Regions from separate parts of the Astyanax mexicanus genome. Here region 1 is linked to region 2. A link is a contact called in public Hi-C data. All regions are on one chromosome and are shown on one strand. The core of a region is the stretch at or near the end of the contact, and the rest is flanking DNA. Distances in the headings are between cores, read along the strand shown.

Region 1 (3,028 bases), core at 134-2,633, 40 kb after region 2:
CAATCACGGTGCAACTCTTTACCTGAAGTCCACTCCTGAAACGATTAGTCAAAGACTAAGGGGAAAGTTCAGGGGTCAGAAACTCCTCATGGCTCCTTAAGACCATGTGACAAGATGTCCCAAGGACACAGAGTTCAAATTACAAGTTCTTTATGAGGACAATGCACTTTTTTTAAACAGCACCAGTCAAAAGTTTGGTATTTTTACATTGTAAATGTATTATTGAAGACATTAAAGCTTAAAGTAGACATATTATGCTTTGATTACAGAGATTTAAACACTTTTGAATTAGAATTTGAATTAGAGTTAGACTTCTGGAACAATGGGGAAAATTCCCATAAACTCACTCCTAAACCTTGTGGAAAGCCTTTTTTTTAGTAGAGCTGAAGCTGCAAAGAGTTGGTAGACATTACAGTAGTCTCTTAAGGATTAAGAACGGGATATCACTCAAACTCATGCGAGTGAGAATGCAGGCAAGCAAATACTTTTGGCAATATAGTGAAGTTGATTGATTTGACTGATATTGTTTTATTTTTTTATTGATATTGTAAATTGTAAGAGACAAAATTGGCCTGGAAGAAGGGTATATGTGGATTTGTGTTCACACACACATACACATATTTGTAACAGATATATATGACTACACATAGCAGATTTCACATTCATAAGGGCACACAGTGTGTGAATCAGTCCTATTCATTATAAAAAAAACTTTTATTTTAATATTTTCCCATTTTCTCACAATTTAGCTAGGCCAACTGTCCCACCCATTCAGCTGCTACTCAGCTCTATATCCCCCCCCCCCCCCCACAACATATGGACAACATAAAGAGGGTACGGTCTAGAACATGCCTTCTCTGATACATGTGAAGTCAGCCTTTGTCTCTTTTCTAACTGCTGCTGATCAGTAGCATTGCCGAGTAGCATCACAGTGCGCTTGGTTCTGAAACATCAGCTCACAGACGCCTTGTACTGATGAACATCACCCTAGAAGTGATGAGGTTTAAGAGCGCAATTTACCCACCCAGAGAGAGCAAGTCTAATTGTGCTCTCCTGGGGCACCAGCAGCTGAGGGCAAGCTGCATGACCAGGATTCAATTTCGAAACAGTGATCAACTTGCGCACCAATTAGTCCCACATTTACCCACATTTTTATCAGCGAGAGTGTGAGAATATATTTGCTAAATGGCCTATATCATCAGCCTGCTGGTCATCAATACGCTTTGTGTAGTACTGCACATCCTACAGATTAGAGGGCTGGATGCTGTATGTGAGCAGCAGGACTGATCAGCTCTGCTGGAGCTGGAACGCTCTGGTCACTTGCTGAATGTGATTAGCTATTGATCAGCACACTCGTCAGGGAAGGCGTCAGCACACTAACCCTGCACTGACTGATAGCACCACACATCTACACGGGCTTCACGTCCACACAGCCGCACCACAGCTCCCTGGAGTGAACAGGCGTGATCAATAAGTCTCAAGCTAATGCCTCAATCCTGCTCCACAATCCCCACTGGAGCAGTTAGAGATGATTTCACACCCTTCCACACTCAGGTTTCCTTCTTTCTGTCTTTCTGTCTTTTTTGTTTCATTACTCAGCCATTAAAGGAGCCTTACTAAAATAGAGTCAAATCAGCTGAGTGACTTACAAGTAGATTTAAGAGTTGTGAAATATGTTTGGTTCTGATTATATAGGGAATAATAATACAGGGATAAGCTGGTACTGAGAAAGATCTGTAAACTGAGGTCCCGAGAACTGCTCTGTTAGTTCATTTTATGATGTGAAGAAACGCTTAAACAAGCTAAATACAGGGTTCAAACACTTTTTAACTAATAAATGTACATGATTTTTTCATGCCTTAGTGCAGACATGGACAATAAAACCAAAAATCAACTAAAACTACACTCAAAATTGATTATAGTAGGCCTAAAATGAATGACACACAATTTGTAATTATAAAAAGTGTGTCAGATCCTGAGAGCTCCATTGTGTAGGCTTAAATTACTGATCTAACTTCTGAGATGACGTATTTGTTAGCTCAAAATAGATTTTCTCCATCCATAAACTAAAACACAAAGATTTGTAGACCAAATTTCCATGACTTTTCCAAAACTTTCTGGTTATTTGTCCAAAACGTATCCAGGCCTGGAAATTGATGTGATGAATTATGTACAATAGGGGTGTGAAACATTGTATCATACATGATAATATTGTTATAAGTCTTTAAAAAGTCTAAACCTGCAGTAAAGAAGATTGAACGTCAAATTCAAAACGAGTTTTAACCAACACATTTCCATGATTTTTTTCATGAGTTTTCCATGCCTTCAAGGCAAATTTTCATGACCATACGATTTTAAAAACATCAGTGCAGACATGAAAAATAAAATAAAAAAAATATATAATTAAAATGTATATAATATAGTATATATTTATCAGATAAAATGTTGACATGCCATCTTTAATAATGGTAAAATGTGTGTCAGATCCTGAGAGCTCCATTGTGAAAGGCTTAAATTACTGAATTAACTCTGAGACCATATTTCCATGACTTTTCCAAACCTTTCTGGTTATTTGTATTTGTCCAAAACTTATCCAGGCCTGGAGATTGCTATTTTTTTAATTCCACATCTTTTCCTGTTTTTTTTTTACCATAAAAACCTTGTAAATATATACTTAAGAAAATACGGTTCAGAATATATGAGTGATGAATTATGTATACTATGGCTCTGAAACATTGTACTATATATGATAATATAGTTATAAGTTTTGAATAGGGTAAACCTGCAGTGAAGAATATTGGATGTCAAATTCTGTGAAATCTGTAATAGCTATAATGGAGTATTTTAGTTAGGAGTATTTTATCATCTTCAAGAACACATGAATTATTGTAGAAAACTGTCTTGTGATATACCAAATATTGCAGAATCATGTAGCAGTATTGGTGATTGCCCTGTGATTGCTATCCCTAATGTCGGATCATTCACTTTTTTTGTGAAATCTGGGGAAAACCCCTATATATTTTTTATA
Region 2 (2,904 bases), core at 205-2,704:
AACACAATTTGTGTGTTGGTCTATATGTAATCAGTAATCACAATATAATAAAAAAGTCCACTGTTTAATTTTGTATCTGGTCGGTACAGCCCTGCTCTGATGCCAATGTTTTAACTGTATTTCTGTTTCTACAAAACAGGTTAAATGTGAATACACCGAAGTGTGAAGACTAGAACATACATCTTATTGAACAGCTGCTGGCCAGCAGCGAGATTGAAGGAAATTGTGGCTCCCCAGCTTATTTGCATTAGATGTATTAGATGTATTTACTGTAACAGTAAATTAACCCTTATTTATAAACAGAAATAAAAGCAATCTGAGGAGAAACACTTATTCTACTGTGGGGGGCGTGATATGCACATGGAAGTCAGATTCTGACAGAAAGATGTATATGCAATGTAACAAAGACATGAACATCGGTGCAGACTCTGGTCCAGACTTTCAGGTGTGAAAACGCCCCCAGTCTGCAATTATAAATTTGTTTTTTTCTAAATATAACAGCATTACACAAATAAGATCAGTCAGAGCATAAGTGAGACGACGTTTTTATTCGTTCACTGAATCAATACATAAAACTAGTACTGTAACCCAGTGAACCATGCTTATTATACAAACTCTCAAACCCCACAATGGTGGGAAACTTCATAATAAAGAAGACTCAGTATGAGTTTATCTTGTTCCACAAGCGAAGCAGCATTTCAGGAGAAGGTAACATGTCCTGATGAACAGTAATATCCTGTACAGTCTGATGAAAACCTCTGAGAGAGCTGCACTGAGTTCAGCTCGCATGCTCCGAAATTAAACTCTCCAAACATCTGAAAAAGAGAAAGACAGAGATCACATATATGAAATGAGAAGAAGAAACACTCCATCACTGTCATCATCTGAAATCTGACCTCCACTTTTAACCCATCGTGCAGTAACCAAACACATACAGTACGTGACCGTGAGCACACGTGCCTGTATGCAAACTATGTGAATGAATGCAAACAGTAAATTCTGGCAGGCTTCCCAGTAATTCAACACACCAGATACTGCTTCCACACAAACCATGCAGAGTATGTTAAAATGCTGGATCAGTTCCAGACTCTCTACATACATAAACACTACTTCGCTAAAAGCAAGTGTATGTTCTCTTCTGTCAGAGATTTCCACGAATTTCTCCTTTCAAAATGTGAATAAACAAGTCAACAGGATAATGACTGAACTGAACTGACTCTTACCGACATCATACAGTGGATCCTATGGCCTCCCTACCTAAAATAAATAGCACCACCCTCGCCATATAACTGACATTCACTAAATATAAAAACTTCAATTAATCTGCTTAATTATTACCTGTTTAATTAGGGTTCTAACGTAGGCTATTGTTTGAAGTATGATATAATAGCTACCCATAAGACATAGGGGTACAGTTTAAGTATATAAGAGTAGCAAACAAGTGCAATAAAGACATTGGACTCCCACACCTCCCCCACTCTACAGGCCCCTCAGTGTGACTGCCACACCTGTGCTGCCAGTAGTTACGCCACTGTGACTGAATCACAGTGTGAACAGTGTGTGATTGTTTGGGCTGTAAAAAACAACTTGTAATACTGTTGTACAGCCAGCAGGGGGTATTAGGCACAAGTCAAACACCGGTTTGCAACAGGAATGTAATTCTAGTGAGACCTGCACAACTTGTGTATGCTGGGTATGTATTTTCTGTGTAATGAGATTGTGCAATAGAATTTCTACGAAAACTATTTCACATTTCTGGACATTGCATGCAAAATAATATGACTGGATGTTTCTTAGACTCAGAAAATGTTTCAAAACAACCATTACTATTTCAAATTCTCACAGAAACGGTGAAAAAGGTGTACTTACTCTTTCATATTATTATCATCTGTCACCATCAATTATATTTAACAACAATTCCAACTAATTTTACAGTAATCAGTGTTAATATTGGATAATAGGCTAAAATATTTAACTGCAAGAGAAGGGAATGAAGACTTTAAGTGATGTTTTTATAAAGATGTTTTACATAAATATGTAAAAACCTTTTCTGACCCATAGTCCGACTCCTGTTGCAAAAATTCAAGCAATTCAGTTTGGTTTGATGGCTTGTGATTATCCATCTTCCTATTAATTACATTCCAGAGGTTTTTAATTTGGTAAAATCAAAGAAACGCATACTTTTTAAGTGGTCAAATTTTTTTCCAGAGCTGTATAAATAATGTATGGCAATTGCTGCATAGTTAAATAATTTGTGGTATTTTTCTACATGTATGTTTTTGTCCTGCTTCCACATTCATTGGAATGGTTAACTGGCCACTCTCTATAATGACACTGTAATTTAGTCTCTTGCTGCAAGATTTTGTGAAGGGCCCCCTCGAGAATGCAGATCTTTATTCAATGGTTTGATTCCCAGGACCAGCATCCATTGTTAAGGTGCCCTTGCTGAAGGCACCAAACCTCCCTGTATCCTTATCAGCACTAATCATTAAAATGTGTGTGTGTGTGTGTCTGTGTGTGTTTACTGACACAGATTAGGGTTTTAAGAGTGTGTTCAATCTTAACAGGTCTTACCTCCAGAACATTTCTGGCATCAAAAGCTTCTCGATCTTTCATATTCTGCCGTCCTGAGCCTCCTTTATCCTCCGCTGAGAAACAGAAAACTCCCCATTAATAACAGAAGAATTACAGATAGCTGCCACAACAGTACCACAACATTTTCCTTTTTTATTAGGGCTGGATAATACTAGCAAATATATAAAACAATATATTTCATAGTTACTCTAAGAGCTCTTGGTACAGGTCTGGCTTTGACCATAGTTCAGGCTATACCAGATGGACATTATAACATCACTGGCACTGTCACTTTGTCTTCACACCTGTATATATCACTAAGCTTATGCA

Evidence for each region. A called contact is a pair of places that touch in the nucleus more often than the background predicts.
Region 1: a contact with region 2 is called in a Hi-C map of muscle, with 20 times the contacts expected there. The contact joins two enhancer-like sites. A contact is called at or near these places in 2 of 3 Hi-C or Micro-C datasets (both in muscle).

Annotation. Positions count from the first base shown.
Region 1 is chr15:38,358,403-38,361,430 of AstMex3_surface, forward strand. All of the region lies in intron 6 of dnajb12b (DnaJ heat shock protein family (Hsp40) member B12b), which reads right to left. Among protein-coding and RNA genes, the nearest start is that of dnajb12b, 9.4 kb to the right of the region's middle. Within about 2 kb of position 1,384, the one cell type or tissue checked has an H3K27ac peak away from gene starts, as active enhancers do.
Region 2 is chr15:38,318,212-38,321,115 of AstMex3_surface, forward strand. ascc1 (activating signal cointegrator 1 complex subunit 1) reads right to left here. Exons shown (of 11, transcript XM_022670356.2): 10 at 2,575-2,648; 11 at 530-815. The coding sequence ends at 699. Among protein-coding and RNA genes, the nearest start is that of anapc16, 9.1 kb to the right of the region's middle. Within about 2 kb of position 1,455, the one cell type or tissue checked has an H3K27ac peak away from gene starts, as active enhancers do.